2 separate regions of the Triticum aestivum genome follow, and region 1 is linked to region 2. The links are chromatin contacts, called in public HiCAR-type maps. All regions are on one chromosome and are shown on one strand. Each heading gives the region's core, a stretch centred on a gene start, on an enhancer-like site or on the middle of the called end of the contact. The rest is flanking DNA. Distances are from core to core; before and after follow the strand shown.

What was found. HiCAR-type assays count read pairs that join an accessible place to other places.
Region 1: a HiCAR-type map of leaf shows a contact between it and region 2, with 2.8 times the contacts expected there. The contact joins two enhancer-like sites. A contact is called at or near these places in 2 of 5 Hi-C or Micro-C datasets (both in leaf) and 1 of 1 datasets of contacts at active chromatin or transcription factors (leaf).

The regions. Positions count from the first base shown.
Region 1 is chr3B:790,898,580-790,904,897 of IWGSC CS RefSeq v2.1, reverse strand. No RefSeq gene overlaps it. Among protein-coding and RNA genes, the nearest start is that of LOC123072460, 180 kb to the left of the region's middle. Within about 2 kb of position 2,152, at least 2 of the 8 cell types and tissues checked have an H3K27ac peak or open chromatin away from gene starts, as enhancers often do. A contact at or near this core is called in leaf, where this site is marked.
Region 2 is chr3B:790,731,397-790,738,263 of IWGSC CS RefSeq v2.1, reverse strand. No RefSeq gene overlaps it. Among protein-coding and RNA genes, the nearest start is that of LOC123072458, 140 kb to the right of the region's middle. Within about 2 kb of position 4,368, at least 4 of the 8 cell types and tissues checked have an H3K27ac peak or open chromatin away from gene starts, as enhancers often do. A contact at or near this core is called in leaf, where this site is marked.

The DNA of each region.
Region 1 (6,318 bases), core at 903-3,402, 170 kb before region 2:
AGCACATGCATGCCGAAAGTTTAATCTTAACGAAACTTGTGATTCTTGCGTAGAGTGCACGGGAGGGAGGGAGAGAAAGAGAGTTTGAAAGAAGAGGCATACTGAAGAATCACACGCCATGCCGCTTGGACGCATGCTGCCAAACACAAACACAAATGAAAAGAGATGATCCTATTCCACCACGCCACGCCATAGGTGGTAACTCCAACTGGGATGAGGACAATCACCATGGTTGTCCTTCGCGTTTGGCGCTGGCGCTTGCGGGTAGCAGCCAGGAGAGAGCGGGCAGAGAAACAAACGAACAAGGCCTCAAAAGTCCAGCCCGTGCCACGCTCTCCCCTGCCTGCTTTTCTTGCCTGCCCAGCCCCTTCGTCGCCGCTCGCCCAAAGCTTAGCTGCCCGGGGGCAAAGACAAGAAGTAAATCACCTCAAATCCGTGGTTTTTGGTTGGGAGCCTGGTGCCCGGATGGATAAGTACGTCCAAATCGGATAGGCTCGGGGGTCGCTAGCTTGTGGATGGCGTTTTGTTGTGTTCGGAAAGAAACCGACCTGCTCGCAGGTGGCAACCATCGAACGACACCAAAGCGTCGGCCTCGTGACCGAGACACCAGCAGGTGGTGCCGGTGACGGCATCCACAGGATCCTGCGATGCGTCCAAATTGAGAGCGGACGCCCAAAAACATGCTCCAAGATCTCCCTAAACAGCACGACCCCCTCCCTCCCCCGACCCCACGCTCGCGCCGCCTCCCTGTGGGGCGGCCGGGGTGGCCCCCATCGCTCTCCTCGCCTCCCCCCTCCCCCGTGCTCCTCCCCCCGCCGTCGCCGGCGGAGCCCCCCGGATCTGGACGGGCGGGCTGGCGGCGGCGGGTCCTTCCTTCCCCCGCGCGCGCACCTCCTGACCCGGGGTCAGGGCTGGCGGTGGGTACCCTTCGACCGGCGGCGGCCCGGCATGGTGGTAGCGCCGTCCTTTGGCGGCGGGGCGGCCTGGTGGCACTGGTTGGCTCGCGGCGCGCCCGGCCTAGATCTGGGCCCTTAGGGCCCCATCTGGGTACTAGCGGGCCGGTCCCCGGGCGTGTCCTCGTTGTCTGCGGCGCGGTGAGGAGGAGGAGCAGCTCGGATTTGGGCGACGGCTCCGACGGCGTGCCGGCAGCAGCGCGAAGGCGAGAGCTTTACGGGGCCACGAGGGCTCGGCCGGGCCTGTGGGCCCACGGGCCTAGTGTGCTCGTGCTATTGCGTCCAGATGGCTACCGTCGCTGACTATGGAGGCGGCGCCCTCCCGCGTGCCGACGGGTTGTTGCCCTAGTCCCGGCTCTGATTCCTTGCCGTGCTGTCCTCACTTCGCGGTACCGTGGTGAGACGGCATGGGGGCTTCATGACCGCGTTGGCGCACGGTGGTGGTTGGTTTGGTGGCAGGCTCCTGGGCGCCTGAGGTGCGGATTGGGATCGGGGGAAACCCCTGTCGGCATGGCCGACACCGGTGCGGTGGCGCCTGTGGGTGCCTCCTGACCTTCCGGGAGGGCGTCGACCGGGGCTACCCTTCCTCTCGCCTCGTCGTGTACTGGGGAAAATCCTTGACAGCAGCGTCGTCATCGTCGCGATCCTTCTTGGAGGTGTTGATAGGTGCCAGCGCTTCGGAGTCATGGAGTCTAGTGAAAGATCCTGGTGGGCGGTGCGATCGCGAGGCTTCTTCGTTTTTGTTGATCCGTCGTTGTCGGCATTTGTTTCTTTTGCTTTTCTCTGTCGTTTTTTTTGGGCATGATTGTTCTACTACCGCCCCATCACTTATTCCTGTATGATTCGGTTGGTTGCTTTGTATACGAAGGGGGGGAATCCTTTTTGATAAAACATGCTCCAAGACAAGGCCAGGCACGGCATGGTGGCCCGCTGTCCGTTTGTTCCGGCTCCCCTTTCTACCATGCCACGGGCCGTGCCTTTTCATCCTACTCTCTCCCTGACTCTGCGCCTTGTTTCGTTGTATGCTTCTCTCGTCCTCTTGCTTAGCCGGACAAGTTGATGAGTCCAAATTTATTTGGTTTGGACGCTATCGGAGCTGTTTGGTTACATGTAAACAGCCGGTCACGTCTGCTATCCATCACCTGTGTGCAGTGCACTTGATGCAAACTGCCAAAAGAAACATCAATTCGTTATTGGCCGCACCTGCACCGTATTTAGCAGGACCATAGCTAGCTTTAGGAGGAGTTGCCGCAACATGTGGTATGCACTGCAAAAAAGAACTTGAGTATTTCTTGTTCAACTTGCGTGCCATGTCCCCTCCTCTTTTCGTGGACTGGCAATATACGCAAGGAAACAACAGAAAATCTACATGTCGCTGGTCGAATCTGGTGAATCACCTACGTACCTACCTACAGTACTAGTTTAGCCGACTAGTCCAACCGTTCACGCATCCGGTACGACACCCATATCTGTTGGCTTCCTGTCATGGGTCACCGCCAGTATCATGGTGCACACGTGCTCCAAATTAGCATGACTGTCGATCGCTTCAGAGTTTAGTGCAGACCATTCGAGATCTCTCAAGTTCCAGCTGCAAGATCATGTGTGCTAGTCCTGATGCATTTGTCCAAGCGAACAAAACTGAAAACGCCGTGTTGTTTGCGTTTGAAAACGGTAGCTGCAAACTGAACATTGTGTTGTAGGAACACATGTTTCTCAAGAAGAAATTCAGGGCCGGCTTTGGTTTCAACGAAACTTTGGTAGAGCGAGCCTGCCTGCCATCTGCACAAGGGACAATTTGTTCTTCCAAAATTCAGGTCGGTTTAATCAGACACCTCACTCGAGCAAGACTTTCTAGGTGAATTGATTGAATCCCATGCCGATACCGATCTGCCTTTTGATTTGCTCCCTCATCACCTGATCAACACCAATCTCCCGTCTCGGTGTCCGTCCGGTCGCATCGCACGCAACAAACTTGACACACACGTAGATTTTTGCTATCGCCTGTCGGTGTGCTGGTACGGCGACACGCGAGCGGTTAATCAGCTCCATCTACTACAGAAATTTCTGCTTGGTTCGTAGCCGATCGTGGCACCAACCACCATATGGCTTTTGAGTTGGTCTACCGCTGATCACGCACGTGTCCGTCACATAAATCCAAGCAAGTGGAGTCAGCTCTGATGCATGGGTGGGTATTTTCTCAGCGAACAAATACCAAAGATATCAAGGTGTCACGTTTTCCCACTCGAGATCCCACAGAAAACAGAAGGATAGAAGTAAAACGATCGTGCATCACAAGCAATTCTTCAGGATAGGCCGACGATCATGTCCAGTTCTGTGTGTACAGCATTCCAACTAGCCAGGTTGATCAGTGGCTGATGACCCACACGACGTCGGCTCCAGGTAGCGAAATTTGGCTTGTGCGACAGTGGCCATTGCGTGGATGTCGCTCGTAACGTAAGGATTGCTCGGAGGAAGTTTTTTTTTTTTTTTGGCAAAATAGAAACCTCAAATCCCTTTGTTTTGCCCGTGGTTTTTGGTTGTGAGCATTCGCTGGCACCGTGGATGGATAGATAGAGTGCGTCCATATCGGATAGGATAGGCTCGGGGGTCGCTAGCTTGTGGATGGCGTTTTGTTGGGTTCGGAAGGAAACCGACCTGCTCGCAGGTGGCAACCATCGAACGACACCAAAAGCGTCGGCCTCGTGACGGGGACACGAGCAGGTGGTGCCGCTGCCGGTGAACGAATTCAAAGCCGACGCCCAAAAGCTTGCTCCCCGACAAAGCCAAGGCCAGGCACGGCGTGGTTGCCGCTGTCCGTTTGTTCCCACTCCGCTTTCTCATCTCTCTCCCTCTCCGTGTCTTGTTTCTTTGCACCCTTCTCTCGTCTTCTTTGTTCTTTGTTTCTTAGCCGGACAAGTTGCCCAGCGATGAGCCCAAATTTATTTGGGTTTGTACGCTCTTGGAGCTGTTTGGTTACAAGTTAACAGCCGCTCACGTCTGCTATCCATCACCTCTGTGCAGTGCACTTGTTGCAAACTGCCAAAAGAAAAATCAATTCGTTATTTGGCCACACACACCGACATCGTAGTATTTTAGCAGGACCCTAGCTAGCTACCCTCAGAGGAGTTGATGAAAATGTGGTACTACTACTGTGTCTGCTCGTATTTCTTGATCATCTTGCGTGACCTCTCACCTCTTCTCATAAGTCCTCTCTCCTCCTCCCCTGACCTCTCTCCCTCGAGGCGACGGCGCCGCGCCGGCCCGGGGAGTCCCCGTCCACACCGCCCTCAGCCCCCCGTCCATCACCTCCCAGTACCGCTGCCGTCGCTGAGGACGCCGTGGGGCAAAGCCCCTGTGGTGAGGCGGCGGTGGCAGCGCAGTCCTCAAAGGTCAGGGTCACGCCCGATGGTCAGGTCAAACCGTAGAAAAATCAACGGCCTGCATATACATGCGAGAATCCAATTCGAATGCTCCAAAAATCTTCCGGACAAACAGGCAAGCCAATGCACTGTTCTTCGCGGTGTCATCGTCCATGAGAGAAAATGCAACGAGAGAGGAAGCGACCGTCCGGGCACGCAGCTTGCTAGCGTGACGAGTCTCAAGCGTATGCACTACGTATGCCTGTTGATTCATGGAGCTCTTGCTCTGAGTTGACTTGATTACGTGGCTGAATTTACGCACCAATAATTCGTGGCAGGTTTTGAAAGTGTCCTGTGCTTTTCATGGCAGGGATTTCCAAGGCGTAAAGGCCAGAGACAAGACGTATGCCATCCCTCTTACAACGCCGTGTCATCAACCAGTCAGTCACGGCTAGCTAGCCTTTACGCAAGTCAAAAGCACACTCGATTTTGATTTTGCTCGTTTTTCGGCAAATGCAGCATATGCCCTCTCCAGTCAGTCTCCGGTAGTAGTAATATGATTGATGGGACAGACCGACAATCGATCGGCAGATCAATTCACCAGTGTTGCTAAAATCTACTTCCTCCGTCCCATAATATAAGAGTGTTTTTGACACGGAGCGAGTATTCATTTATATAGAACTAAAAAGGGAAGGCACGATATGAACAGATAAGTAGAGCACGTGCATGCACAAGCACATGCACATGCACATAGCAAGTTTAACATAAACAGCAGAGCTCCTGCGAGTTTCAGTAAAAGGAAAAGTTTAATCCAAACAAAATTGTGAACCTCACGTAGAGTCCTAGGGTGAACCAATTTATGGTTGGATGGTTAGGGGAACATTGTTTCCCTAGCGTAGTAAAGTTCAAGTTCTAGATTTGACATTGCTGCTCGCATTATTCTTGAATTTATTTCAGACTTCCGGTGATGTTCATTCAATGGGAGGATACATTCCCATCGACTACGAGGTGTCTATGATGAGTTCGTAAAATCCAGTCGACTGCCAGCTTAGTCTATCGAAGGTGCTCATAGGGGTACTGTGTGCGGGCGTGCATCCATAGGGAGGTAGTGTATGCTCATGTATGTGAATGACTTTGATTTTAATATGAACTACGAATGAATATAAACATATTTTAGAGGATAGATTTGTTCATTTGCTTTGTATGTAGTTCGTACTAAAATCTCCAAAACAGACTTCTATTTCGGAAGGAGGGAGTAGAACACATGCATGCTTGCATGCAGAAAGTTTAATCTAAACAAAACTGTGACTCTTAATAATTTCAGACCACCCTTACATCATTTTCAGTCTGATACACTAATTAACTTTTTTGGAACAGAAATAAATATCAAAAGATAAAAAAATCGCTCTAAAAAACCCCATCAAACTACTGGATGAGAGGACCTGCTGTACAATCTAGGAGAACTATTCGATTGAAGCTACAAGAAATGATTTGCGAAGATGCCGTATGTCAAGTTTGCAAATTGGGAATAAAATCATACAGTGGTTCGGTTCACATGAATTAAATCCACATACTTGGCATGTTGCAGACGGTTTACCTTTGTTAACTAAGAAATTGATATTACCAAATAGTTGTATTTTTTGGTCAAGGAAAAGCAAACAAAATCTTACATAGGGAGGTTACTTTTTGCAAAGAAAGAGAAATATGAGATTACTTCCTACAGAGAAGGAGAAATTTGTGGTTACTTTCTGCGGAGGAGAAATCGGACATCAAACGAACAATGTCATACCCTTGAAATTAGTAAATCATCTCGAACACCGTCACCATCCGTTCATCTGTCCTTGTAAGTGCATCTAGTGCCCCTTAGTGATTTTGGTGTATTGAAGACTTATAGGTTAAGGGACTAATATGTTTGTGAGTGTACATAGGCTCTAGAAGTCGATGATGAGTTTGATATTTACAGTGAAAGTCGACCCCTAAAAATGAATGTCTTCGGCTGAAGACTT
Region 2 (6,867 bases), core at 3,119-5,618:
TATTTTGTTCTAAGTATTGAGTTGTAATTCTTGAGTTGTAAATCAATAAAAGTGTGATGATCTTCATTATTAGAGCGTTGTCCCAAGTGAGGAAAGGATGATGAAGACTATGATTCCCCACAAGTCGAGATAAGACTTCGGACTTTATAAAAATAAAAGAGGCCAAAGAAGCCCATAAAAAAAGAGGCCAAAGAAGCCCACCAAAAAAATGATGACAGAAAAAGAGAGAAGGGACAATGCTCTATGTAGCACCATTATCTTCCTGATAGAGAGTCTCTTATGTTGTCACTTTCACTAGTGGGAAATTTTCATTATAGAACTTAGCTTGTATATTCCAATGATGGGCTTCCTCAAAACGCCCTAGGTCTTCGTGAGCAAGCAAGTTGGATGCACACCCACTTAGTTTTTTTTGTTGAGCTTTCATATATTTATAGCTCCAGTGCATCCGTTGCATGGCAATCCCTACCACTCCCATTGATATCAATTAATGGGCATCTCCATAGCCCATTGATACGCCTAGTTGATGTGAGACTATCTTCTCCCTCTTTGTCTTCATAACCACCACCATATACCACACATATTGCTATGTCCATGGCTTGCGCTCATGTATTGCGTAAGAATTGAAAAGGCTGAAGCGCGTTAAAAAGTATGAACCAATTGCTTGGCTCGTCATCGGGGTTATGAAAAAGGGGAGTATTTTGTGTGATAGAGATGAAGCATGGCCTAACTATATGATTTTGTAGGGATGAGTTTTCTTTGGCTATGTTATTTTGATAAGACATGATTATTCGCTAGTATGCTTCGAAGTATTACTATTTTTATGTTTTATAAGCTTTTATCTTGAATAATTTGGATCTGAACAATCATGCCATAATAAAAAAATTACATTGAGAATTATTCTAGGTAGCATTTCACATCGAAAATTCTGTTTTTATCATTTACCTACTCGAGGACGAGCAGGAATTAAGCTTTGGGGATGCTTCATATGTCTCCAATGTATCTATAATTTTTTAAGTATTCATGCTATTATATTACCTGTTTTGGATGTTTATGGGCTTTACTTTACACTTCTATATCATTTTTGGTACTAACCTACTAACCGGAGGCCCAGCCCGAATTGCTGTTTTTTTTGCCTATTTCAGTATATCAAAGGAAAGGAATATCAAACGGAGTACAAACGGAATGAAACCTTCGGGAGCGATCTTTTTGGAACAAACGCACTCCAGGAGACTTGGAGTGGACGTCAAGAAGCAGCCGAGGCGGCCACGAGAGTGGCCGGCGCGCCCAGTAAGGGTGGGCGCGCCCCCTGCCTCGTGGGCCCCTCATGGCTCTCCTGACCGATTTCCTTCACCTATATATATCTACGTACCACGTAAACATTCAGGAGCACCACACGAAATTATTTCCACCGCCGCAACCTTGTGTATCCGCGAGATCCCATCTTGGAGCCTTCACCAACGCTACGCCGGAGGGGGAATCGACCACAGACGGCCTCTCCATCACCACCAAGGCCTCTCCGATGAGTTGTGAGTAGTTTAACACAGACCTTCGGGTCCATAGTTATTAGCTAGATGGCTTCTTCTCTCTCTTTGAATCTCAATACAAAGTTCTTCTTCCTCTTCTTGGAGATCTATTCGATATAACTCTTTTTGTAGTGTGTTTGTCGAGATCCGATGAATTATGGGTTTATGATCAAGTTTATCTATGAGAAATATTTGAATCTCCTCTGAATTCTTTTATGTATCATTGGTTATCTTTGCATGTCTCTTCGAATTATCAGTTTGGTTTGGCCTACTAGATTGATCTTTCTTGCCATGGGAGAAGTGCTTAGCTTTGGGTTCAATCTTGCGGTGTCCTTTCCCAGTGACAGTAGGGGCAGCAAGGCACGTATTGTATTGTTGCAATCGAGGATAAAAAGATGGGGTTTGTATCATATTGCATGAGTTTATCCCTCTACATCATGTCATCTTGCTTAATACGTTACTCTGTTCTTATGAACTTAATAGTCTAGATGCAGGCAGGAGTCGGTCGATGTGTGGAGTAATAGTAGTAGATGCAGGCAGGAGTCGGTCTACTTGTTGCGGACGTGATGCCTATATACATGATCATGCCTAGATAATCTCATAACTATGCACTTTTCTATCAATTGCTCGATAGTAATTTGTTCGCCCACCGTAATAATTATGCTATCTTGAGAAAAGCCTATAGTGAAACCTATGGCCCCCGGGTCTATCTTTTATTATACAAGTTTTCCATCTACTTTTATTTGCATCTTTTACTTTCCAATCTATATCATAAAAATACCAAGAATATTTATCTTATCATATTATCTCTATCAGATCTCACTTTCATAATTTACCGTGAAGGGATTGACAACCCCTTTATCGTGTTGGTTGCGAGGTTCTTGTTTGTTTGTGTAGGTGTGTGGGACTTTTTAGGAGCCTCCTACTGGATTGATACCTTGGTTCTCAAAACTGAGGGAACTACATACGCTACTTTGCTGCATCACCCTTTCCTCTTCAAGGGAAAACCAACGCATGCTCAAGAGGTAGCATGGCGCGGCCAGCGGGGCGCGGCGCGGCGCGGCCACGGCCAGGCCAGCGCGCGCTTGGCGGCGGCCTGCAGCCGGGCGGCGACCATCGGGGCCGATCTACGGCGTGCGGCGACGGCAACTACGGCCAGTGGAGCCACGGCCAGCAGCGCACACGGTGGGGCGAGTGTGCAGCGGGGACGGGTGCGGCAGCCAGCGCGGCGCGGCGACAACCGGCCAGCGGGGCGGGCGTCGCACGGGGCAACGAGCCGGCCAGCGGGGCAGGCGTCGCACGCGGCGGCGGCGGCCATCACGGGACGTCGTCAGCAGGACGCGGCAATAGGCCTTCGGGATGTCAAAATCTTCGTCGAGTTCATCGGGAACTTCGATGGCGCGTGGCACAGCAGGTGCTTTTGCGGCGGTACCGTGACCATCTGGGTTACGATCTGTACCGACTCCCATACAGTGCAGTCAACAAGTCCCTCTTAATCCAAGAACATCGACATTAGGGGGCGACGTATTCGTCAGCTCGGTTCTTGGGAGGAAAATCCACACCATTGGTAGATTGATCCGAAAAATAAACTAATCGCAAAAACGGAATCGCAGTAACGAGAGGAATCCATTTTTTTTGCAAAAGTGGAGTTCGGATCTTACACCTCCGCGGGATCGACGAAAGCCTGCATGATGCAGGCTTGACGCAGGCTTGACGGAGAGTTGATGGAGCGAAGCGTGCTGATAACGTGTTCCGCAACTCCGTCAGCAAGTCCGGTCCGAGATTGCGGAGCAATGGCGAGCATCGTAGACGAAGTAGTCGAACACATGAAAGTAAATGACACAGGAAAGTATGGAGAAGACCAGCTTTATTAATCAAATATCAGGGGTTACAATGATAGCTTTTTGTTACTTTATATAGAAATAGGGGTTAAGGGATAAATACCCACTTAACCTGAAGTGGGGGAAACCGGAAGGGCCAGCCCGTGCGCTTTGCACGCGGCCGCCGTCACCCTGTGGGTGGCCCGGTTTCCGAATAATTTCTATTCGGTTTGTAGCCGATTGTGGCACCCATCACGATAAGCCTTTTAAGTTGGTCTACCGCAGATCACACACGTGTCGGGCCGTCATTGGATGGCTGGTGTCGTTGGATGCAGGTGTCGCGTTTCTCACTGGAGATCTCAGAGAAAACAACCAGGATTCTGCATCACAAGATCTTCAGACTACTAGCTAGGCTGATGAGTGGCTGATGACCCACACGGTGGTAGCGAAATTTGGTTTGTGCGAAAGTGGCCATTGCGTGAATATCGCTCGCAACGTATTTCATTGACTCCTTGGAGGATGTTATCTGTCCTTGTGCTAGAGTCAGATTTGTTGTGCTCGTACAAAAAAAATCAGATTCTTGGATTAAAATCTTAATTAATTAACAGGCTGCTTGTAGACATCGATCGAGGCAAAAAATGTGATGATTGAAACCCTGCCCTCGACTCTCCCCATCAGTACCCCGGCCTGTGACTTGTCCCGTACGTGTAGTTTATGCATGCGACGACTTTACCAAGCCATGTTGTCGCATTCACAGTCCTAATATGATACGGCCGGCTCTATAAAATGTGTATATCTTGATCTCCTTTTTGTTTCCGGCGAAGCAGACATGGCGACTGATAGCTCAGTAATCAGCTTCCGTCCGCAGAACCATTTGTTAACCAGTTGAACACGCATATGTACTAGTCTGTTTGTTGCGTTGAAATTGCACCACCTCGTTGAGAATAACGATCGACGTTGAACTCTACGGGCAAGGCAAGACGACGAAATTGGTTTGATTTACAAGGCCCAAGTGGGAACTGCTCGGTGCACGGGGTATGGATATTTTGTGTATGTGCTTTGACCGGTCGTGACAGGGTCATGCCAGTGCCATATTTTGTGTATGTGCTTTGACCGGTAGTTAAGGAAGTTGGTGACACTCCACGTTTGGACTACTTGTCGGGATAAAAAAAAACTCATTGCTGACGAGAAAACAACACCACATGATCAATCAAATGAACGTGCTAGGTGCCATCGCGTGCAACCTGTCCATCCTATTAAACTGCGCCACCTTTCACGCCTTCACGGCCGATTCAATGCAATTGATAGTAGTACCATAGATCACTGCAGCTAGCACCGTTGAACATAGCTAGTCACAACCGCCCGAATGCGCATGGTAGTAGTAGTATGACTATTATGTCAAACCGTAGAAAAATCGACCGCCTGCAGCACATGCAACAATTGTCCGAATCCCCCCAAACATGGCCAAACAGACAACCCAGTGTTCTCCGCTCTGTTGTCCGGGCGGAGGAAACGAAAGGAGAGCGGAAGCGTGACGAGTCGCGAGCGTAGGCACTGCGCCATGCATGAAGCTCCTCTACAGCTGAATCTACGTACGTAGCTTCCGGCTTTGACGGATTTTTTGTCCTGGTAGCGCTCGTCGGTTGTGTCGGTCGGTCTTATTTATCCGGTGTTTTCCACGGTGCTCACTCGTACTCGTACCAGCAGCTTTCTGGAAGCGTGGTAGACCGCATATATATCACCTTTTTCCCGGGGATTTGCATAGATGCATGACTCACGTACGCACGCTTAGATACGTGTCACCACTGTGCAGAGTACGTTTGCATGTGGACAGCTGGTTTTCGCAGAAACCGCCCCCACTAATTAAGCTGGGATGAGAACAACGTACCTATACGCAGCAGAAAACAATAAACAATTTACCACGTGAGAATGCAGAAAGATCATCACGGATAAGCACGGCTACGCAAAACTGGTCGTAGATATGTATGATGGGCCGTTTTCGTCGTCGCCCCCGCCAAAAGACACACGAAACGAAACCAAAGCGCCTCCGTAAACTTGTTGCCGTCTCGTGTTTTAATAGGAGGCGGCGAGGGTGGGTGGCGCCACCGCCACCGCCATCGCCACCGGACAAACCACCCGGTGCCAAAACGCTAGGCGACGACACCCATTAATCTGCTCGCTCCCTGGTCCGCACCAAACTCTGCCTCCCCCATTCCCTCGCCACGTGTTCCCGCTCATCTGTGGATTTGTTTTTATTTTCTGGGACGGGCTGGCCGTAGTACGACCACTGCAGTTTTCAAAATTTTGACAGTCAATCGGCCGTAGATTTTTCTCTTAACTCTGCCGAACAAACAAAGCGAGGGAGCTTTGCTTGCTTGTACGCTTTCACACGCATTTTCTGCATACTACCAGCAGCAAAGCGTTAACGCACAAGGGGCCGGGTGGAGTACCGTTTGCATTGCATGCCCAGCTAGCAGCCATGCACCGCCCCTCATTTCCGTATACTACTGTAAAAGAATCACTTGTGCTCCCGATGACGTGCATCACGTACACAGGCAGAGGCACAGTAGGCCTCGGAGGTTCATCCTCTTGTTTGCTAGCCAGTTTTTCAAAGCGCAGCCAGGAGGGTGGACAGGACGACTGGACGTGGTGTAGTGTAGCGCTGCGTGTTGCTTTTGTTTTGTTGCAGCGTCGTCGTCGCGTTGCGGGGTGCGGACGAATAACGAGGACATGCGCGCTTTATTATTCCACCTTCCCGCCACGTCAAGACAAGGCTCCTGCCACTACATTTATTGGGTGCGCCAAAAGCTACCGCCTATTATTAGCGGTGGCACCACTGGCGGAGCTACTTGTATTGCTGCAGGGGCCATTGCCCCCCCCCCCCCCCCCCCTGTGGATTTCATGTGAAGAAACTCATTTTGGGTGGTACAAATTAAGAAAAATACAGTATTTGGCCCCTAAAAAAATTATATTTCACCATTTGTCCTCTCAACCATTCTTCGCTAGCTCCGCCACTGGGTGGCACCACGGTGCGTCCTTGTAGTACCAGAGTAGCAGGGGCAAATGCTATGGCCAGCGGTTTCCTTCAGGCCTGCACGCACCAAGAAGAGTAAAAACCATGACAACGAACGATCATACGAAAACAGATTGCCATGACGCAACCGGAAGAAATTGCGAGCACGAAAGCATGGGCTTCTTAGCTACAGGTAACGGTACAGAAAGCTTTCTAGCTACGTGGTCACCGATCTGGCGTGGTGGTAGTGTCCCGTCTCTACCTAGCTCTTCGCTAAACTACTCCACTACTTCTAGATATTTTATTACCATACTACTACTAGTGTTCAAGGAAGGAGAATAGAAGCGGGAGGGTGCACTCTTTCAGAGAAATTCCCCGGCCGTCTAGCTCCACGCCAAGGCGCGGCGTGGGCTTGCCCGGGGTACAAGACAGGAGAGCACCATGGATGGCAATGGGGACAAAGGACAGCCGCCCCATGCCTTTTGTCGCGCCCCCGAAGTCCAAAACCCTG